Regions from separate parts of the Mus musculus genome. Here all the other regions are linked to region 2. Evidence: chromatin contacts called from public HiCAR-type, HiChIP or PLAC-seq and promoter capture Hi-C data. All regions are on one chromosome and are shown on one strand. Each heading gives the region's core, a stretch centred on a gene start, on an enhancer-like site or on the middle of the called end of the contact. The rest is flanking DNA. Distances are from core to core; before and after follow the strand shown. Region 1 overlaps Gm31284 (a long non-coding RNA gene). Region 2 holds the start of Cemip (cell migration inducing protein, hyaluronan binding). Region 3 holds the start of Cfap161 (cilia and flagella associated protein 161). Region 4 holds the start of Arnt2 (aryl hydrocarbon receptor nuclear translocator 2). Region 5 overlaps Gm2115 (predicted gene 2115). Region 6 has its middle 6.3 kb from the start of Gm2115. Region 7 holds the start of Tmc3 (transmembrane channel-like gene family 3).

Region 1 (2,883 bases), core at 54-2,553, 350 kb after region 2:
ACAGAGAAAACTTGTCCAACCCCTGACATCTGTTACGTACAGTATCTGTCACTCACAGTGACAGTGCTGAACACTAAACCATGCAGCACAGAGACCGAGGAAGGGAAGCCAATTGGGAACATTTTTCAACACTACAATTTTTTCAAGGCTCTTGAAGAACCTTGGTATGAAAACTTAATGGATTCAAGGGCCTAGAGGAAAGTGAAGGTCTGGTTTTTAAAATTACATTTTGACATGAAAATGAAATAAAGCCCTTGGAGTGGTGGATTGAGTGATTCAGGCTCCACAGATGTCCTCTCTGCATGGGTGGTAAGTCCTTTTCCCTCCCCAGGAGCCAGGCTAACAGCAGAACCAGTTGTGCCCCTCACTCCTGCTGGGAAGAAGCCTTCTCCAAAGCAGCAGTGTCCTGCTCAGAGACACTTAACCCAGGATTCTGGACACAATCAGAAATATTGGTGAACATCCTATAGTGCATAACACAGATCCTAAAAGCTGGCCTTGTGAACTGTTGGCTAATGGTCACTTTAATCATGGGTGTGCAACTTAATACTTTCAACACTTTGGATGCTGTGGTAGTTTAATATGGTTTCTGCAACTATTGTAGGCACTTCCAGGCATGAAGGGAACTACATTGAGAACAACCCAGCCAGCATTCTGTCAAGTTAACAATGTACTTGTTTTACAACTAGCAATTCCACTCCCAGATACATATCCTGAAGAAACGATTATAAAAGGGCACCAGGAGCAAGTACACAGTTCTCTCTAGTCATTTAAGACCTAGACATCACAAACACATAACCTTTACCAACAGGCAAACGATGATTGAAGTTTGATAGAACCACTTTAAAATAAGTATTCAGCGGTGAATGTGAATAAATTATGCATTTGGGTATATCTTACACGTCTAGCAGTAAGACATACAGTAACCTCTTCCTTCTCTGATCTGTACCTATGGCTATCCTCTGCTGAGAAGCCCTTGTCATCTAAACTACACTGGCTGTTTGCTGTGAAGCCAGCATGCATTAGACAGAGAGCAGGGAGCTTTATTTTTGGGCCTTCCACAAGGAAAGTTGGCTTCTGGAACTCTCAAGAAACAGACTGATGTTTACAGCAGAGAGAATGTAAGCCTTCCTTGATATATAGCCATGTCCTCAAGCAAGCTGAGGCTGGGTCATTGTCTTTTAAGTGCCATAGCATCAGGCTGGATCAATATGTGATCTGACTTAAAGCCATACCTGGCTGAGGAAAATTAATGAAGACGTTGAGTCAGGGCTCATAACTCTGCCTCCCACGTGGTGCAGTGGGAGCCCCACCCAACAGAGGAGGCTGTTCTAGAAAGTCCAGGTGACCTTTTGCCCATGCCAGCTCACTAGACCTTGAACTTGACTTTTCAACAACAAAATAAGCAACCACCACTCACAAAAGTCTGCCTAAGCCTCTGCAATACTGTATTTAGAGGTGTAAGCTATCACACCTGTCTTAAATTTTACTTTTTAATTTTATAATTATTCATGTAGCAACTGTGTGTGTTTACAAAGGACCAGGTGGCCCTTCAATACAAGTAGCATACACTCAATGGTCATATCAGGGTAACAAACAAACCCACTACCCTACATACTTATTTCTTTGTGTTGGAAATATTTGAAATCCTTCCTGCTGGCTATTTTGAAATACTATTGTGCTTAGAACATTGGGAGTTGTTGAATTGCCCCCGATAACATTTACAGTCCTCTCCGAATCCCTTCTCCATTCCAACCCAGATAGGACTAAACATACCTTAACCTTTAATCATAAACTTTACCTTAGATACATATGAACATTGGGTTTTTATTCTTTGTATTTGGTTCATTTCTCTAACATAATTTCCTCCAGACTCGACAAATGATTAAGTTCTTATACCAGGACTGTGTGCAGTCATTGCCCAAAATTAAGCTTAAAATGATGTAAATCTGAGTATTCTGTGTCAGAAACAAGGGGGCTGAGAGGGATGAAGTGGAAGGTTTCTAAAGGAGAAACCAAGGTCGCACTCAAATCAGTGGTAATGAACATCTTGTTTTACAAGATATGAGCTTTGAGAATCAGGAAAGTAAGGGAACAAACTAAACATTTCTGCTATAATGATTCAACATCAAGGCATTTTTCTATTGGACAAAGACTAATAGAAACTGCCTATTCATGATATTAATGTGAGGAAAAGCCCATGTTTCTCATTTGATATCAATGCTATTGTCTCAGTCTTAATTTTATTTTATTCTTTTAGTCAAAAGTAGAAGATGATTTGTTCCATGTGGGGAAAGAAACAAAGATATCAACAACAAAATAAACAAACACCACTCACAAAAGTCTGACCAAGCCTCTAAAATACTGTATCTATAGATGTGAGCTGTCATGTCTGTCTTAAATTGTACTTTTTAATTTTCTAATTAACATATAGTAACTGTGTGTATTTACAAAGGACCAGGTGACCCTTCAATAAATGTAGTATACTCTCACTAGTCAGATCAGGTCGTCTCAGGTCATACCAGCCCCCACCCACCCCAAGTCTGTCTTCAGAGTCCTGTTAGGGTAAGGTTTATAGAAGAAGGCAAAGACTGGTGAAATGACTCAGTGGGTGCTTGAATCTAAGCTTGATGATCTGAGTTCAAACTCTGCGACTCACATGGTGGAAGGAGAAAACTGACTCCCATAAGTTGTACTATGACTTCCACATGTGTTCCCAGGCACTCGGGTCTCCCCGCCAGCCACACATTCACATTCAAACACACGGACCATGTGAAAATAGAAGTCTAGTCAAGGTATGGGTCCTCCTCAGGTGGCCCCTAACAGTTGTGATTTAGACTTTAAAACTGGAAATGAAATTCTGGTGAGTTGTTCTGCTGCATG
Region 2 (3,007 bases), core at 292-2,791:
TCTGCTGGGACCTGGTAGAAAACCACAGCCTCCGGCAAAGTAGGCTCCCTCCTGAGTGGTTAGTGCCTCCAGAAAAAAATGCCTAGGTCCCCAAGACTGTTAGTCCCTCTCTACCTTCCTAGTGTCTGAACACCTTAATCAGTGAGGGAGGTGCCTGAACACACCAGACTCAGGGCCACAGGCCCCGAGTGGCGGAAGTAGCTGGGAGCTGTCCATGGTGGCGCCGAGCCTGGGCACGCGGAGCAGCCTATTCCCCGCCCGCGGGCGCGCCTTAGGGTCCCTCTCCAGACCGCGGAGATGGAAATGACTCCCTGGCTCACGGTCTCCTGGACAGGCTTCAGCCAAGCCGTGGCTCTCACATCAAAAGCTTGGTTTTAAAGAGAAGGTCTTACCTGTGGGCAGAGTTGGCTGCTCGGAGCAGGACTGAGAACCTCAGACCTGGGGCGGGTAGAGTGTCCAGTCTTGGGGAACACCGGCACAACGCTCGGTCAAGAGCACAAGGATTCTCTGGGGTTCATTCCGAGATGTCACCGAACCAGAGCGGAGAGCTTGAGAACCGTGGACAACTCAGTCTTGTGCCTTATGGAGACCTTGGTTTTTCTGTCAATCTAGCGAGACCCTTCTTGCAGATGCTGTCTGTTGCCAGGGGCCACCAAATGTCCCTGCAGCGCTGCCAGGCTTAGTGTTTGTTTAAATAACAGCAGAGGCCACCGAGGTCGTCTAACATCAGATCATCTCCTCCAGCCCGGTGCCAGCGTATCACTGGGAGGGCAGAGGCAGGTTAGGGAACCCAGGAGACCTTGCCTACGTGGTAGCGACAAGGTACAGTCTTGCGAAGCTCACCATTAGCCACACGGTAAGCGCGTTCCCTGCACCGGGCTCCTTGCGAGACCTGCCTAGGGGCCATCTCTCTTCGATTAGACACTGTTGTTTGTGTGAACATCTGGTGCCATTCACAGGGGCACAAACTAAGCAAAACAGAAATCCACCTCCCGTCGAATACATTCCTGGACGATGGTGTCCCCAACACCTGACATTTGTAAAGATTTCAGAGACGAAGGACCGTGGCGGAGGCGTGTGCCCACCAATATATTCATGGATAGGCAGGCAGGCAGACAGACAGACAGACAGACAGACAGACAGTGGTAGACAGCATAGAATAATAGGCTGGACAATCAGACTGATGGAGGGCAACGTTCTACCTAACAGAGGGGAGAATGTGGGATCCGGTCTCTCCTCTCCTCCCCATAGCTTAACCCAAGCAGCCCTCGCGCCCTAGCTCCGGTCCTCTTACCTCAGGTTGATGACCGAGACCCTGCCACGCCTCGGGGATCTGGAGTGCAGCATCCCGTAGTCTAGTATCTGATCCCACGCGTTGAGCTCCTGAGCGTAAGCAAGTGGGACGGGAGCTGGCGGAAAGTGGGGTGCAGATTCCGACCTCACTCGGCACAGTGCTCCAGCAGCACCAGACCACTGCCACTCAGCGCAGAAGGCGCTCCTCGCTCGACTCCGCGCGCTCACTGGCTTAGTAGCTAGCTCGGAGCTGCCAGCCCGAGCCGACGCTTTTTATAGTCGCCTTCCGGGCCTGACTCCTCCCCACCAGAGCCCCCGGCGCCCGCACTCATCCCGTCCCCCCTGTCCCACCCCTGTCTCTGGGCAGCGTCCTCCCACTCACCGCGGTGGGCGGCCTGCGGGGCTGGACCCGGGCGGGCTCTGGCGGCCGCTCCGGGAGCCGCAGACCTGAGCCCGAGAGCCGCCGCCGGGACAAGCCGTGGCCACCAGGTGAGGGCGCTGGAGCCTAGGACGAAAGCTGCGGACCTCCGAGGGCTTAGTGATGGAAGCGCAGCTTGTATCCAGTGGCCTCCCCAAGGGACAGTCAGCCAGAAAAAAGAGATTTTGACAGAGTCGCCACCACTCTACGTTCAGGCTGTTAGATTTCAAACCCGTAACACTTTTTGTAAGCCAACATAGCAACAGAATCCAGGATCGCCTAGGTCTAGAGGTCTCTTAGAGAAGATCTTGTTTTGAAAGCTAGGGAGATGACCGCTAAGATGTTTACAGGTTTGAAAAAACAGAGTTCAGTTCCCAGAATCCTCATAAAAATGCCTTGGGTGGGCAATAGCCCTAATTTGTAATTCCAGAGCTGGGGAGGTGGAGACAGGTGGCTTGTTGGGGCTTGCTGGCCAGTCCGGGTAAAATAGAGATACCCGGTCTCAAAAACAAATAACACTCCAAGCAGCTTGACCTCTGTCTTAGGGGACACACACATACACACACACACACACACGGATAGTAGAGTTACTTCTTCACATGTGTCAGTTTTCTGCACATGCCAGTTACTTGACCATAAACAAGGGACTTCACCATTGGGCTCCCATGAGCCTGGAGAGAGGATTTCAGTGAGATTTTGTGGGTACTAAGTCATAGTAAGTGTTTGCTATCCTGCATGTAGTCTGTGCCTGGACAGGACAATGTTCTCAAGGATCAAAACAAGACAGTGCCACCAGTGAGTTATCCTCTGCCATAGGAATAAGTAAGCCCACCCAGAGCATCTAGCATCTCCTCAACACTGGGTGCCCTGAGCACCAGCTACCTATCCACTCTGACCCTGGCAAAAAGGGTGAAAGGTGCTGGGGATTTTTTTTTCCATTTCATTTTAATTCTAAGATGACAGCTTTGGTTGCAATTCTATATGCTGTCCCTCTTTGAGACTTATTGCTCAGCTCCCTCCTCTGGTTAATGAGAGTTCTCAAGTACACATTTCTTCCTGCCTGCCAATGTCCTATGCTCACTGCTGTGCGAGAGGGTCTTCATTCTAGGCAGTGCCCACCAGCTTTAGGAATCTCAGTGCAGGCTTTAGGGCCAGTCTATGGCAGAGACTTTGGAAGCCCCTGTCTAGGTCCTCTGGGCAGCAGCCTTTGGGCCATGTGTTGGAACCAGGGAAGCACAGCACTCCACCCCAGATCTTCTCTAGAAAGCTGGAACCAAAGATCAAGAGTCTCAGTTT
Region 3 (2,774 bases), core at 189-2,688, 290 kb before region 2:
TCGCCATAGTGGACATATCCATCTTCCGATACCGAAAGCTGCATCTACAATTTTAATAGGAATTTTCCAATAAGCTACTCAATTCCTTAGCTGCTGGGGTCAAGATCCCTCCCAGGTGTATCTCCTTTCCTTCTCAGACTAGATCCATTTCAGTAAGGCCTCCCTTCCTCAGATCCTTGGTTAGCATCCTTCAAGCTCTTGATGACCCCCAAACAAGATCATGCGAAGCTGTTGGACTCTACATAGTTTACCGTTGTCAATTTATTCAATTCAATGTTATTAAACGTTTTTTTTTGCACAGCAGCTGAAAGGCACTTTACTTGTAAAAGCATTAATCCACCCCTTTATTAGAAAATGCAAACAATTAAGTAAACATAATTAAGGACAGACTTCCCTTAATCTAAATTCTAAATTTCTTAACCTAATCTTAACCCTTAATCTAAATTTCTAAAATCTAGAGGAATTTTAACACTATACTTTTTTATTAATTTTTTTAAAAGTTTCTAAATGGTTACTTTGTTCATAGAAATTTTCTTTGCCTAACTCACACTTAACTAGGCAGAATTTTGAAATTGGCATTGGAATTTGACATTACCGGTCTCAAAATGTTCTTCTTCACTCTTCTGTTTCTCTGAATAAGAAGTTCTCCTTTTTCCCTCTTCTCTAGGAAGTGTCTCATGCGCTCCTGGGGATGCAGAGACCGAGAAAAGGGGAGTCAGGGACAGAGCTGTTGCAGAGCACAGGTACTGATAGCTTTTTCCTCAGAAGCACTTCAAGTTCAAAGACAGTTCAAGGACACAAAAGGAAACGTGATCGCTCTGGGGATGGCAAAAATGTCAGTAGGCAGCACGTCATGGGGGCAGAGGCAGGGGCGGGGAGCAGGAGATGAAAAGAGAAATGCATAAGGAAGGGAAGGATAGGACCCCTGTGCTTATCTCGTCCAGAAACAATCAGGAGTGATATATAGGAGGTCAGCAGTCTCTACTGGGGTCCTCCTGACTTGGGTGAGAATGTGAAAAGCCCAGGCCTCTCCATATGTTTGTAACCCAGAACCTTTCCAGGACCTGAGAGTGTCACAAACCTAGTGAGGGCCAGAGGGCCCGGGAGGCGGCAAGCTGTTCTTGCTCTGGGTTCAGGAAATGTGGAGCGGGACATTCAGTGAGCATGGGTGCTCAGAGACAGCAGGTGAACTACCTCGGGTAGCAAAGGTGCACAGGGGGGGTGGGGGCAGTAGATGAAGATGGGTGATAGGATGCTAAATGCTCAGCAGAGAGAGAACATGCAGGATAGCAGGATAGGGTCTGGGATCCTAGGGATGCGAGAGGACAGGAGTCTGCGCACCTCCTCCAAATAGACATCTTCGTTCCAGTTGCCCATCCGCACTCCAGGACCATACACGTTCTGCGCCATCGCCCCTTGCTCTCTTGAAAGCCAGCTCCAGCCTCCACTGACACTCAGAGTTAGCGTGCTTCGTTGCCATGACGACCAGGCAGTTGCCAGTTGCCAGTTGGTCAAGATCTCTTTGGCTGGCCAATAAGTGACAGCATACTAGACCCACGCCCCCTCCAGCTCGCCCTGCCCCTCCCACCACTGCCACTGTCTCAGATGACTAGCACTCAAAGCAGATCTGGGAAACCCCTGACGGGGGACACTGTTCCAAATGTTCCCTAGGCGGAGAAATTTTTGAAACTTTTTTTCTGTTGTTTTTTGGGGGAGAGTTTGGTTTTTAAGTTAGGGTCTGGATACATACCCTAGGCTGGCCTTGAACTTATGATGTAACACAGTCAGGTCTTGCGCTGGAGATCTTCTTGACTCACAGGTGTGCAGCCTACAACTGGCATAAAATATTGAGTTGTTCTTGTTGATGTTTGGTTTTGTATTTTGTTTGTTTGTTTGTCTTGTTTGCTTTTTAAACTAAAATCTAAGTTAAAGTGCTGTGGAACCCGAGTGCCCCTAGCTTTTCTGTGGAAGCTTGGTTCAACTCCAGCCTATTTTCCTAATCACTGTCAGCAGCAATTTCACAAAACATCACCCCTTTACTGTAGACGCTGGAAAACCTAAACACAAAAAGAGGGGCATTGCCGAAACCTCACAGCTTCCAAAGGAAGAAACTACTGTGTTAGCATATATTAATGTGTATATCTATTTCTGTGACAGTCTGTATTTTCACAAATTTTATAGCAACCCTCCCTTCCCATGTCCAAACACAAAGACAAACCTGCAATTTACAGGCACTCCTGATATTAAAAAAAAATTTTTTTTAATTTAAAAAAGTTTGTGTAGCCAACATTTCCTAAAGAGGATATTGTGTTATGAGTGGGGTGAACAGGCAGTTAGGTAGTACCACCTGCTGCTGGCTGCTGGCTGCTGGCTGCTAGCTGAATACATTCATTAATCAGTCCCCCAGTGTGCAGAGTCTCCCACCCCAAGCAAGAAGTGGAAGGTGAGAGCCAAACCCAGTCTATCAAGGGAAGCCAGATGCTGAAAACAAATTACTTCAGAAGACTGTAATACACACAGGTCACTGAAGATGTGATGAAAGACAGACTGGGAGAGCTGATGGATGAATCATTCCTGTCATGGGGACTATGAGAATGACAACTGAGCAAAACCTGGGGTAGTGGGGAGGTGTCCTTGTCGACCTGGAAGGACCTGAGCCGGAGGCTGAAGCATAAGACACAAAAGTAGGAATATTCTGCTCCTCTCTGGCTCCACTGCCTGCCCCTCCAGCACCACACACACTCTCAGGTGCTTCTGAAGGTGCTAAGTCAGGC
Region 4 (2,826 bases), core at 170-2,669, 320 kb after region 2:
CTGACCTGCAGCACCTGCCTCTTCTCCACGCAGTTCCTGCTTCTCGTCTTCCTATCTTCTGTATCACCTCACCACAGCTGACAAATCAACCTTACAGGAAAGCAGTGATCATGTGGCTCCTCCGTTCAGTACTACTTAAAACTCTCTTTTGATGTAGGAAGAGGAAGCCACAGTCCATGTCTTCCATGGCCCTTTGGACCTAGCCACATCCATGCAACTCAATGTCAGGTCCCTCTGTTTCCTCTCACACCTTACTCACTGGCTTCCAGTGTATGCTTAGAGCATGGCCATCATGACTTCATGACTTATGCCTGTAATGCCTCTCAGTCTGTGTGTCTGCGTTTTCAAACTGTATCTTCTACAAGTTCAGGCTAAAGTGTCCAGAGTCCCCTCAACCTTCCCCGACCAACATGGACAAAGGGGATCTTCCACTCATAACTTACTCTGAAGACATTCTTCTTTCATAAGCACTCTGGTAGTTCACTCCACCTGATCTGGGGCCACACCCAACACAAGACCTCTTCCACTGAGCTTTCCCGGGGTCTAAGCTATTTGACCGTCCCTGCCTCAATCTACAGGGACCTATGATTCTCCAGAACCAAAGCATACAACACAAAACCTAAAACTTGGGAGCGGGAAGGCAGTCACATGTCTATCCTCTCAGCCTTGCATGATAGACAGGGAACTTTGCCAATGACAATAGGGCTCCCCCGCCACATTTCAACAGGAGCCTAACACTCCCACTCATTCCTGAACTCCTTCCATTTTTTTTCTAATCTGACGGCATAAGTCCAAGGGTCACAGGCTGTACCTTCAGCGACATCAGACAATCGGAGAGGGATAGGGCTGCTGAAGGCCATTATTACCAGTTAGGCTTTTCCTGTCCAGAAAGGACTGGGACATATACACTGGCCAGGTGTAAACCCCGCCAAAGACCAGCGTGGGGGAGGCGGGGCCGATAGGCGAAAGAGTCCCAGGAGTTCTGCCCTGTTGAATCCCCGCTTCAAACTTTTCTCTCGCTCAGCGCGACACCTGGCATCCGCTGGCCCCTGTGGCTCTGGAGCCCGCGGGCGAGCATCTAGTTACACGCAGCAGCGGCGGGCGCCGTCAGGACCAGGTTGAGCACCATTCGAGAACGAGGATGCCACGGCCGGTGCTGATGCTGCCGGGCAGCGGCCACTCCCCACCCCGGGGCTGCGCGTCTCAGGCTCGGCCAGAGGCTGGGCCGCTACTCACCCGGAGGGTTGACGGCGGCCGGGGTTGCCATCTTGCCGGGAAGGGACCGGAGCGCCGGGCGGGGGCGGGGGCGGGGACGGGGACCCGGCGCGGGCCAGCGCCGCCGCGGCCGCGCCACACAAAGGAAGGTGCGGGCGGTGCTCCCCGCGCTCCCGCGCTCTCAGAGCGCCCCGCGCTCCTGCCCGCGCTGCTCCCCGCGCCCCGCGCGCTCCCCGTTCCTCTGCGCGCACCCGCGCTCCTCCTTTCCCGGGCCTCCTCCGGGTTCAGCCTTTGTGGTGCGGCTGGGGTGCCGGGCCCGCGGCTCCCGGGTCCGAGCCGTAGCACCGCGAGACTTGGGGCAGCGGGCAGCGGGCAGCGGGACCCTCCTCGGGTCCGCGCAGGTGCCCAGGTTAGAGGCCTCGGCGCACTCCCTATCCGCCCTAGTAGGGTCCCCAGGTATCAGGGACACATCGCCGAGAGGCGCTGTCCCCTCGCGGAGGAGCGGGTGAGCAAAGGACCCATTTGGATGCAGAGGACAACCGGCCTAAGAAACAAAGGCGTCCCAGTGCAACCACTTAGCATGCCAGGGCCGCGCCACTGAGCTCCCGGGCACCCTGGCTAGGGCTGCAGAAGAGGGCCTAAGGGGAGGCACCCAGAAATGCCCAAGGCCACCGTCCCTCCAAGGCACTGGCACACAGCTCCAGCACAGAGTTTGGCTCAGGAATGGAGAGAAGCCAGGGAGGTTTTGAGGACAGTGTCTAGCTCTGCCTTCTTGAGGACATGGCCACTGTCAGCATTTATTAGAGTCCTCTCGAGGGCCTTATTCACACCTCCATACTGAGGTTTTAAGAAGATTTCTAATGGTTTCATCTGCGTATGCTGGTAAAATAAGAGCACGGGATACTTGAAGAGTGGTTTTTCCAGGCAGCCACTGGGATTCCTGGAGGTGATATTCCACAGTAGATGCCCTGATTAGGTGAGATTGGAAGGCTGGTCACACCCCAGGCCAGAATTAAAGGCACTGTGCCTTCTAACACTGATAACATCTGCAAAAAATACCACACTATTTCCAAAGAAGCATGCATGAAATAGGATAGGGAAATGATGATTGGAGTATGTTTTTAAACCATCATTGTCTTTGGAAAAGCGTTTGTCTCTACTGCCCTAATAATAAATCAATTGGACAAACACTGAAAATTCTGAATTCCCGGCACAGACCTGGGTGTTGAGCATACAGGATTGACCTCCTTCAGGGCTGCAGGGCTTCCTGGATAGGAGAGAGCTGGAAGGAAGGACACAAGAGACCACCTGAGTTGGGGCAGCCGCTCTTTGAAGCTTAAACAGAGCCCCTGAAATGTGGTCACTGCTGAGCAAAAGGGACAGAAAGAAGATGACATTGAAAGTCACCTTTGAAGAAATGACTAGAATACAGGGAAGACATTTCAAAGGAAAAAATACACACTGTGCATTTACTTAAGGGGCAGGGGTGGCGGGTGGGTGGGGAGGGGAGGCCCAGACAGAAATGAGGAGAGATGTAGGTTGGAATTTGAAACTCAGCAGGTGTCTAAGTAGAAGGGTCCTGATGTCCAGCCACAAACCAAGTGAGACTCG
Region 5 (2,925 bases), core at 105-2,604, 470 kb after region 2:
CATAAGGAGATTCTTGATCAGGTCTCTTGCTCTGCCTGAGTCTGGTTCTCTTAAACTCTAAAACAGCCTCGATGCATTGAATTTTGATTGTTTCTAGTTCTATATGAAAAGACAGATGATTTGTAAACAAGGCCCACATTACTTTTGCAATGACAGTGAAGGATGGGTGAACTGGTTGGCCCTGCTGCCATTTAACAGTTGTAAAGTTTAAGGAGGAATGGTCAAGATCTCAATGTATGGAAACAAATGAAAGATGGTCTTGAAGCAAGAAGTACCTCTTCTCTAACTTGCAAACCTTTAGCTTTTGCCAATTACAGGAATGCGGAATCTCAGTAGAGCTCTGCAGAAAGGATCCGATTAATTTAGGGAAAGTACTATTAAAAAACAGCGTGCTTTTGCCCTGTGTCTAGTATGAGCAAAGCCAGAAAAAATATGTTCTATAGAGTATGGTAGGGCCTTGGAGAATGGAAACACTGCCTTCAAAGTTCTTTAATGAAAGCTGAGATAAACACAGAATTAAAAAACATATCATCTTGGTTCTAAGTGGATGAATAAACAGAAAGATTGAATTTACCATTTCTTTCTGAGACATAAACTTTAATGACAATATTTTGGAAGATGCCAGAAAGATCCAGGAACATATACAAAAGGGCCCCTAGAAATGAAGACTTAAGTGATGGTCCTCTTCTTTCTCTGAAGGACTGAAGATATAGAAGTTTGCTTCAGTAGCCCATAGTTCCCTAAACAAAAATCCAGAGGAAAGAGCTATGAAACCCCAGTAATGGAACCATCAAAGGGAGAAGAGCCATCTACTGCCTTAGGTAAAGAGAAGTTGCTCTTGGAGCAGAGCAGGAACTGTGGCTAACTCCTAGTCCTGCTGTGACTTGATGTGTCAGGGTGGGTTGGTATCCAGGAGGACCTCCCCCTTCTCAGAGGAGAAGGAGAGAGAGGATGGGAGGAGAAGGGGCCTGCAATCAAGATGCAATGTGAATAAATAAATTCATTAATGGAAAAAGTAGAAAAAAAGAGAGGTTGCTTTAAACTCCTAATGCTGTGAGTTCTGGGACAGGTCTGAATTCAGCCATCCTGAAAGCCCAGCTACTGTCCCAGCAATGTAGCCCAAATGGGTAAGCAGATGGATGGAGCGATGACATTAGGAGTCGTGGGAGAGGGCTGAAGAAGATTAGGATCCCCAACCTTACACTGAAGGAATTATGTGGATGTGTCTGGAGCTAACTTCCTAGTTGTTTTGTGAGTTTTTCCAGGCCAGCCTTTGTCTTCAAGGGACACTCCATCTGGAAGTGATTAGCCCTTTGGTCATAAATACGTACCCTGTGGTGCTTTAGTCATAAGCCAAATATTCAAAATAGGTACCCTAGCAGAGCAGCTTAATAGAAGTACTAGCAGGAAATATGTTGTTGTTGCTTTAGGACCCATGAGGAGAAACATGTCTAGTAGATGTACAACCCCAGTGTTTCCAGAAAAAGAATGCGTGACCCTGATCCAGAGTTGTTTCAAGGGTAGCCCATGATCCTTGCAGGATGATAGTCAGCTTTATGAATTTGGACTTGACCTACCTACTGGGACTTAATCCAACTCATTGCCAGGAAACACTCAGGACAAACATTACATATGGTTGTTTAGTTTGAGATTTTCACTCAATTTTGACCATTTAATTTTTTCCCCTGGAAAAGCATTATTGTTGATGTTTTCCTGTGTCTTGGTTGAGTTTTACACAGAATCAGCTCATTAGGGTTTTTATCTATCTATCTATCTATCTATCTATCTATCTATCTATCTATCTATCTATCTATCTATCTATCTATGGAGAGAGAGAGAGATAGCTCATTTCCTTCCTAGGGGTGTGTATTTGGTTCTTCTCTTCTAGAGTAAACTTATCTCAAGTTTGTCTAGATTCAGACTTTAACAAAGAACCTGCTGATGGGCTTGTTTTTAATTTGGTTGGTTTGCTTTATCAGTTATTAGCTACCACTCTTAACTCTGCTAATCTTATCTTCCAGATGCCCTTGGTGCTGTTTGTGTACCTTCTTTGGTTGAGTATTTGGTTCACTGCATTCGTTTCCTCTTGTTCTCTGGTGAACATCACGATTTTGTCTCTGAGTATAGTAAACAGCTGTCACTCATCTTGCCCAATGGGTTTTACTATATCCTAGTCTCATAGAGTGATTTTCTAAATATTCTGTAATTACACTCTATCATTAACCCAATAATTATTTTAATGACATTTGAATCATAAAGCTATCAGTTTGTTCATTTGTTTAATTCTTTCTGGTTAGAATGGCTGCCCATACAATTTAAATTTTTTAGAATTTATATATATGTTTGTGAATATTCTTTGTAAATGTATATTAAATCATTGTTCTGTGGGCATCTGAACAGAATGAATAATCTCTACAAGCAATGATAATGTCCTTTAGCAGGAAGAAAAGATGGCGTGGCAGACACCTAGCATGTTTCTCCATCTCTAGAAGATTAAAACAAAAGGCACAGGTATGGGCAGAGGAGGGTGGTATAGAAAGATGCTGAAGAGCAACTGGTAGACAAAGACCAGGTAAAACCCAGAATGGACTTACAATTTTTCTAAGAAACAATAAACTTTAACATAGGCCATTTAGCAACACTATAGGGAAGAGTTGAGATCCTCTCAGTAGAGCTTTAAGCAAAATATCTCTGAAGGTATACTTTGCAAAAATACAGCACTCCAAACCAAAAAAGCAAAAAACAAAAAAACCAACCCAGTTTAATACAAGGACCTGATATGTATGCACCAGTCAGATGCAAATGGGATGATTGGCATTATTTTTTGGTTTGTTCAGTGGTACTGGGGCAAAGAGCCATCCTAAAGAGCCTTATCATCGAACCACAAAGGCTTCTGCATTTTTATATATTCAAGTCTGCTTAAAT
Region 6 (3,121 bases), core at 241-2,740, 440 kb after region 2:
TTTTTTGTTTTTTTAACAGTTTAACCCTCACAACACACCTAAAATAAAGATATAATTTTATCCACATTTAGAGATAGGAAGCCTGAGACTTTGAGGGAAGAGTATAGAGATGGCATGTTCTTAGGCAAGTAGCAGAACCAAATTAAGAATTCATGACAATTATCAAGTTTTCACCTTTGGCTTTTCATGGCCCTGGAGGCCTTTTTTCCCCAACGACCTTCACTCTCCGGCACAGTGAGATCTCCACAGAGTAGAGCCTACCAACTGTCCATATCAAGCTAGACTTTGAAAGACGGTTGATTATCTCTGCAGGGATCAGGTGGGGGTGTACAATATGGCATGCCTGAAAGCTTATGGCTTTCCTGAAAGCCTGCTCACATCACATCATGTCTCTTTCCCTCACCCCACTTTGCTTCAAATGCCACTGTCTTGACTCACTCTGGCTTCTCTCTGGGCTACTCCAGTCATACCTCTGACATCTTCACAGCTCAGCTCTGAATCATTTCCAACAAGCTTGCTCTCTGCCTCTGTCTCCCTTCCCTCTCCCTGCTGTTTTCCTGACTGCATTCATGTCTTTTTATCAGGCAGAATAATTCATTCCACTTGAACCTTCAGCTCCCCTCCTCACACTCCCTGAGATTGAAGTCCAAGATGTAGGCACCCCACACCTCACATGCTAAGAACTCATCTTCTTGAAAAGGTAACAAAGGATTGGTGAATAGGGTACTCCCCACACCATGCCCTCTCCCTCACACTCCGCTCCTCCTCTTCATGGAGTAGTCACAAGATTTCAAGCAGGTAGAAGCAGCATTGCATGCCCTTTTTAAGTATAAGGGAAGAGAGTTGTTGGGCTGATATTCTGCCTTGATGGATCTCCTCTTGTTGGGTCTTTCCCCCTCCTCTGCACTATTGACTCTTAGGGACCGAAAGCAGTTAAGTTCTCTAGTCTTTCCTTGCTAGCTAAATATTCTGAGTCCACGGCTTGACAGAACCTCAGGAGGCATTAACCCAGGGAAGATGCTACTTAGCTACTCAATGACACTTTGCATTTCTGTGTGACAGAGTACCAGGTAAACAGAAACTATGAAGCAAGGACTTGGAAGGCTAGAGCACAGGTTCTGGTATTTGGAACTGAAGTCTTGAGACCTGGGGTATGCTTCTCTCTGCCTCTATTTTGTCATCTGCAAAACAGGTACAATTTGCCACCCACTCTTCTGTCCCGTAAGCTGATAGTTGATGTGCCCAGAATGCGTAGGAGTGAGCACTGCACACATAAGTCTGGTCCAGCAGGCAGCAGTCATCTCTTTCCCTTGATTCTCTCCATTTCAGGCTGGATCATCCATCAGCTCTCCCAAAGTACAAAGAGAAAGGACAGGCTGTCACCAATGTCTGCTTCTCTCTGCTGTCTTGCCTTCTGAGAGTAAAAGCATGCATCAGCCAGGATGCTGCGGCCCTGAAGCCCACAGAATGGGCAGGAGGAGGAGCTGACCCTACAATGGCCATGCTGTGTCATTGGCAGAGGCAGAGAGCCCAGAACAGAGGCATAAACAGCACCTTGGGCTAAACAACAGCCAACAGCTGGGAATTTGCCAAAGCTTCCCTCAAAAGCTGCCCCCTCCACCCATCCAGGGATAAAGAAAGGAAAGTCAGCACTAACAGGAAGCTCTCAGAACAGCCTCAACCCCAGTACAGTGTAAAAAATGAGACCAAGGCAGCAAGTGACTGGCCCAAATCCATGCCTGGATGGAAGATTATCTAATATGTAGCCACCAAGTGGCTCCCGAGCTAGAAACCAGAGTTTTTTTCTGAGATGGGTGTCTCATCCTTTCTCTATAGGGCTACTGCAGCTGGTCTGTGCTCCAGCAAGGCTAAACAGGAGTGAAATCCAAAGTTGAGCTTTCCTAGGAGTCAGAGCCTCATCCATCCTCTGAAAACAGCATCTGGACTTTTACGCTCTCAACTCAGACAAGCCTCCAATGATACAGAATCAAGCTGGTATTTCTGCTTTTTAAGTTTACCCAGCTAATGGGTAGACAGAACAGGGGTGTATCAGCAAACACGTCACATGACAGAAGAGCAGGAAAGTTCGTGAAGCAAGGCAAGTGCAATGGAAGCAGGTGGAAGAGAATGATCATGTAGAAGAGAACCATCATGGAGGTCACAAATCATTGAGTGAGGCAGGGAGCCGGCTGGGTAGACGCTGCAGAGAGTGGAGGAAGAGCACAGTCTGAGTAGAAGCCCCAGGGGGTAGGACAAAATGGAATACAGGGAAATTGCTTGCGAGCTGTCAGGAGTGCAGAAGCATGAACGAGGGAGGGACATCAGAGAAGAGGTTAGAGAAAGATCTGGAGATCTTTTAAGATGCTCTAAGCAATTTAGAATGTGGTGAAAAGCACTGCTGACCTCTGTGCAAAGCAGTGGTGTTCCCTGACTTGGGCACTAAAGGGAATATCTTCTGTGTGTAAAACTGATTGCCTTCAAATGGTATTCATAGGAGAGGCAGGAAACACAGAGGACAAGAGAGAACACTAAAAAGGACTCCAGGTCTGGAGACAAGGTGGTATTGTCTTCCTGAACTGCATTACAAGTGGCAGAGTGGTCTCTCTGAATATGCTCCTTTTGTGGCTACAAGGTTGGGATAGATTGGAAGCATAGACACCCAGTTCTCTTTCTGTAGGGCCAGGAAGTCAGGAACCTGCCACCTGGAAGGAACCCAGAAAACAGTAGCCAACCCCATGCCAAAGCTGAAATTCCACACAACCTCTTTGAAGCAATGACTATGCTCGAGAACATTAACACCTACCCTGGGGTGACAGCAAGGGACTCTTCATCTGTAGCATTGACAGTTCATGTAGGGTAAATACTCCCCCATGACTATAATAATAGTTCGTGTAAGGTAAATACTGATGTTTGAGCTGCCAGTCGTTTAAAGGACTCCTGAGGGGCTGGAGATTAGCTCAGTTGGTAGAGTGCTTGCCTAGCATTTACGAAACCCTGGCTTTGATCCGAAGCACCACATAAACCTGGGCACGGTAGCACATTCCTGTAATCCCAACACTTGGGAGGTAGATGCAAGAGGATCACACATTCAAGACATCCTCAGCTACACAGTGATTTCTTG
Region 7 (3,003 bases), core at 490-2,989, 500 kb before region 2:
ACTTTTATTTAAATTTATTGCACACTTCAAAATAGCCAGAAATTGGGATTTTCTAATGTTCCTAACACAAGGAAATGCTAAATACTTCAGACCACAGGTTTGCTCATTAGTCTAATTTGGCTCTGTTTACACTTTATTGTATATCACCATAATACACAATACCTTTAAATATGTACAATCTTGTGTCAATTAAAAATAATTTAAAGTTAACATTATTTTAAAATTCATTTTCTCAATAGCCACAGTAACATATTAAAACAAATGTAAGGAGAGAATTAAGAGTTCTCTTTTGCCTCTCACCAGTTTTTACTTGTGGCCAATAGAAGGAGTTATTGCTATAATAAATTAAAAGAAAAATAAATGAAAAATAAATGAACAAATGAATGAGACCCTCTCCCATTCCCACACTTTGTGGTTGTCTGTGCCTTCCTTCTGCTCTGTTGTCTGGGGCACTGCCCTGACCTCTGCTCATGTAGAGTTCTTAATGTGGGCAAGACAGAGTGTTCAGCAGAGCTGAGCCATGCTTTCTAGCACTGCATTAGCCTGCTCAGCTACACACAAGTGTGTTAACTCCCTGCAAGCAGCCAGGGCTCTGGGTGTTCACTAGCAAACAGGTTTGTAATTCCCAAGTGCACCAAAGGCCTTGGCCGGGGATAAGATGTTTGGCTAAAAAGCCAGTGTACAGCTAACAAAGGAAACATGCAGGCGATAAGGGAATGGGCCCCATTTGGCCTTTGTATGGGCAAGATGCCACATTTTCTAAAGCTATACATTTTTTGACCTCCAACATACATGGATTTCCAGAGTCTTGTTTTCTAAGCATTTCTGAGAGAGAGAGAGAGAGAGAGAGAGAGAGAGAGAGAGAGAGAGAGAGAGAGAGAGAGAGAGAGAGAGAGAAACGAGAACCATGTATAGAGGATAGAAGAGGTTCCCTGGAGCTTGAGTTAGAGGTGGTTAGTGGGCTGAACTTAGGTCCTCTGCAAGAGTAGCAAATTCTTTTAATTTATGGGACATTTCTCCAGCCCTGAGATGAAAATAAAATAATATGAAATAAATAAAAATCTTAATTTTTCTCAAACTCAGCTTTATGGGTCATTATGCATACTGATATGTCCATACTTAATACATGTAAGACTAGAACTAAAGTAATCCCGTTTTTTGTTACTAGAACATGGAAGTCTTGAAGGTTGAAACATCATTATTTCTAGAGTTTACTGGTTTCTAAGCATTTGTTAGGTAGCAGGTAGGTAGGTAGCAGGGAAAACATGGGTGGTACTGAGACAACTGTGGCAACATGTAAATGGTTAATGCTTGAAAGTAGCCAGAGGTTCATGGTACTGTGATGTCAACATTTCTGTAAGCTTGACATCTTTCAAAGTACAAAATCAAAAAGATGTAGAGGGAGAAAAGAATAGAGTGCTATTGTCTGTGCCTGGATAGGCAGTGCACTTGCTGTCTCTAAGTCTCTTCTGGAGAGACCCACCACACCCTGCCTCCTATGCTCCTAAAGTGTTTAGCAACTGCCAGCTGTAGTCAGATGTAGAGGAGTTTGCAAGTCTTTGAGCCCTGTCTGGGCACAAGAGATTACTGATGGACTTTAGGAAGAACCAAGACAGCCCTAGGCTACTGGGCCACGCCTCCAACTGTCCCGATCTTAGCCAATCAATGTGAACACACCCACCTCACTGTTACATATGTATGACCCTGGCTGCCCTCCTGGTTTTTCTGCCCTGAGCACCAGATGCAGGCAGACATTTGCTCCTGTTTCTGAAGGAGGAGAGCAGGTCAACTCTGCAGGCCTCTTTCAGACAGCTCATTTGGAACAGAACCCTGCCTGCAAAATCAAGGCTTTCCAATTCCCTGGCTATCCCTAGGGACCATTGGCTACAGACCAGGCCTCATGAAAACCTCAAAGGCATCCCAGCGCTACAGAAGCATTCGGAGAAACGCCAGCCAGTGTTATCTCTACCAGGACTCCCTGCTTCTTGGGTGAGTGCCTTGCTGGGTTCTCCAGTGCAGAAACTTACTTCTCTGGGGTCATGAGGAACTGGGGTGGCGACCACAGCAATGCTCAGAGAGGAAGACAGTTGCAAGCTCCCAGCTCCAAAGCCTGTATCCTGCACTTATTTTGTTGCCTGCCAATTCCACACATGGGCTTCATCTGCTTCTCCCTGCTTCCTCAATTGCTAGCGTCGGAAGAGAGCAGACAAGCCATCTGCTGCCTCTGATAAATCAGGTGTCTGCTGGAAAACGCTTCTGAGCACGGGGATGTGGGCGGGGATGAGAACTGAACGTCTTAGGTGTGTTTCGGGAAGATTTTCTGTTAAATACTGAAACCTCCTCTAACTCTAGAGAAATTTTCCTTTGAGGAAATAAAAGACTTCCTGATCAAAATGAGAGGAAATGTGTTCTTTTGCAAAAGCCATAGGTTACTCATCTCCTTAAAAAAATATTGAGTTACATATTTAGAATTACTATGGAAGAAAGTCCCTGTTAAATGTTGAAAAATTGTTCTACACAGTAGCTATGCCCTAAGGAGTTTGCCCAATGCAGTCATTTAACGCATTTTGTTGTTGTTGTTGTTGTTGTTGTTGTTTGTAAAAACCACTGCCTGCCTCACCTCTTATCTTGTGTTTAAAATGAACACAACAGAGAGGCATCTCCAGGCAACACAGGCCACATGTTTGTTTCTTTTACCTTTAGAGTGGGAGAAAGAGGAATTGTGTCTCCAAGCTTTGCTCCTCACCTCAGTGAGCCTATAGATGACATTGTGTCCCTTCTCAAAACTACTGTTCCTCAAAAATGGAATCAAATGTGGGAATTCCTCTTCTCCTCTCTCCTTTGCTGTCGTTTGCCATGAGAACTTATTCCTTTTCACTGACCACTGAAGTAATAGAATCTACAAATGAGTTTCTAAGGACTGCTGACATTACCAAATTCTGTCAGTCTATGGACACAAACACACACACACACACACACACACACTACAGATGACCCTGGGAC

What was found. Promoter capture Hi-C pulls out the DNA fragments that hold promoters and counts their contacts. HiChIP or PLAC-seq counts read pairs in DNA pulled down with a chosen protein or histone mark. HiCAR-type assays count read pairs that join an accessible place to other places.
Region 1: a HiCAR-type map of kidney shows a contact between it and region 2, with 4 times the contacts expected there. The contact joins the enhancer-like site here to the promoter of Cemip in region 2. A contact is called at or near these places in 18 of 39 promoter capture datasets (the 3T3-L1 cell line, 3T3-L1-derived adipocytes, the C10 cell line and 9 more), 2 of 15 datasets of contacts at CTCF or cohesin (the NIH/3T3 cell line and embryonic stem cells), 32 of 484 Hi-C or Micro-C datasets (the AtT-20 cell line, the HL-1 cell line, MC3T3-E1-derived osteoblasts and 20 more), 4 of 115 datasets of contacts at active chromatin or transcription factors (astrocytes, embryonic stem cells, kidney and 1 more) and 1 of 9 other capture datasets (embryonic stem cells).
Region 3: a contact with region 2 is called in a promoter capture Hi-C map of stem cell-derived epiblast-like cells, with 3 times the contacts expected there. The contact joins the promoter of Cfap161 here to the promoter of Cemip in region 2. A contact is called at or near these places in 6 of 39 promoter capture datasets (the 3T3-L1 cell line, cranial neural crest, embryonic stem cells and 1 more), 4 of 484 Hi-C or Micro-C datasets (the HL-1 cell line, embryonic stem cells, myocytes and 1 more) and 1 of 115 datasets of contacts at active chromatin or transcription factors (bone marrow-derived macrophages).
Region 4: a HiCAR-type map of kidney shows a contact between it and region 2, with 2.8 times the contacts expected there. The contact joins the promoter of Arnt2 here to the promoter of Cemip in region 2. A contact is called at or near these places in 8 of 39 promoter capture datasets (the 3T3-L1 cell line, the C10 cell line, the SN4741 cell line and 4 more), 2 of 15 datasets of contacts at CTCF or cohesin (the NIH/3T3 cell line and stem cell-derived epiblast-like cells), 5 of 484 Hi-C or Micro-C datasets (embryonic fibroblasts, embryonic stem cells and uterus), 5 of 115 datasets of contacts at active chromatin or transcription factors (craniofacial prominence, embryonic forebrain, embryonic stem cells and 2 more) and 2 of 9 other capture datasets (embryonic stem cells and liver).
Region 5: a contact with region 2 is called in a promoter capture Hi-C map of the SN4741 cell line, with 2.8 times the contacts expected there. The contact joins the enhancer-like site here to the promoter of Cemip in region 2. A contact is called at or near these places in 4 of 39 promoter capture datasets (the SN4741 cell line, hippocampal neurons and liver) and 1 of 484 Hi-C or Micro-C datasets (embryonic fibroblasts).
Region 6: a contact with region 2 is called in a CTCF HiChIP or PLAC-seq map of the NIH/3T3 cell line, with 6 read pairs. The contact joins the enhancer-like site here to the promoter of Cemip in region 2. A contact is called at or near these places in 11 of 39 promoter capture datasets (the 3T3-L1 cell line, 3T3-L1-derived adipocytes, cranial neural crest and 5 more), 1 of 15 datasets of contacts at CTCF or cohesin (the NIH/3T3 cell line), 2 of 484 Hi-C or Micro-C datasets (embryonic fibroblasts and embryonic stem cells) and 1 of 115 datasets of contacts at active chromatin or transcription factors (pancreatic cancer cells).
Region 7: a promoter capture Hi-C map of hippocampal neurons shows a contact between it and region 2, with 3 times the contacts expected there. The contact joins the promoter of Tmc3 here to the promoter of Cemip in region 2. A contact is called at or near these places in 3 of 39 promoter capture datasets (the C10 cell line, hippocampal neurons and stem cell-derived epiblast-like cells) and 1 of 484 Hi-C or Micro-C datasets (embryonic stem cells).

The regions. Positions count from the first base shown.
Region 1 is chr7:84,433,763-84,436,645 of GRCm38.p6, forward strand. The region is part of intron 1 of Gm31284 (a long non-coding RNA gene); the gene reads left to right. Among named protein-coding and RNA genes, the nearest start is that of Gm31284, 4.9 kb to the left of the region's middle. Within about 2 kb of position 1,304, at least 3 of the 459 cell types and tissues checked have an H3K27ac peak or open chromatin away from gene starts, as enhancers often do. A contact at or near this core is called in kidney, where this site is marked.
Region 2 is chr7:84,084,964-84,087,970 of GRCm38.p6, forward strand. Cemip (cell migration inducing protein, hyaluronan binding) reads right to left here and starts at 1,542. Exons shown (of 29, transcript NM_030728.4): 1 at 1,295-1,542.
Region 3 is chr7:83,793,401-83,796,174 of GRCm38.p6, forward strand. It overlaps Cfap161 (cilia and flagella associated protein 161), which reads right to left and starts at 1,439. Exons shown (of 7, transcript NM_029335.3): 1 at 1,342-1,439; 2 at 596-685; 3 at 1-44. The coding sequence starts at 1,410.
Region 4 is chr7:84,408,619-84,411,444 of GRCm38.p6, forward strand. Arnt2 (aryl hydrocarbon receptor nuclear translocator 2) reads right to left here and starts at 1,420. Exons shown (of 19, transcript NM_007488.3): 1 at 1,237-1,420. The coding sequence starts at 1,267.
Region 5 is chr7:84,556,242-84,559,166 of GRCm38.p6, forward strand. All of the region lies in intron 1 of Gm2115 (predicted gene 2115), which reads left to right. Among named protein-coding and RNA genes, the nearest start is that of Gm2115, 29 kb to the left of the region's middle. Within about 2 kb of position 1,355, at least 28 of the 459 cell types and tissues checked have an H3K27ac peak or open chromatin away from gene starts, as enhancers often do. A contact at or near this core is called in the SN4741 cell line and embryonic fibroblasts, where this site is marked.
Region 6 is chr7:84,521,066-84,524,186 of GRCm38.p6, forward strand. No RefSeq gene overlaps it. Among named protein-coding and RNA genes, the nearest start is that of Gm2115, 6.3 kb to the right of the region's middle. Within about 2 kb of position 1,491, at least 54 of the 459 cell types and tissues checked have an H3K27ac peak or open chromatin away from gene starts, as enhancers often do. A contact at or near this core is called in the NIH/3T3 cell line, embryonic fibroblasts, hippocampal neurons and 1 more, where this site is marked.
Region 7 is chr7:83,583,192-83,586,194 of GRCm38.p6, forward strand. It overlaps Tmc3 (transmembrane channel-like gene family 3), which reads left to right and starts at 1,740. Exons shown (of 23, transcript NM_177695.4): 1 at 1,740-1,989. The coding sequence starts at 1,901.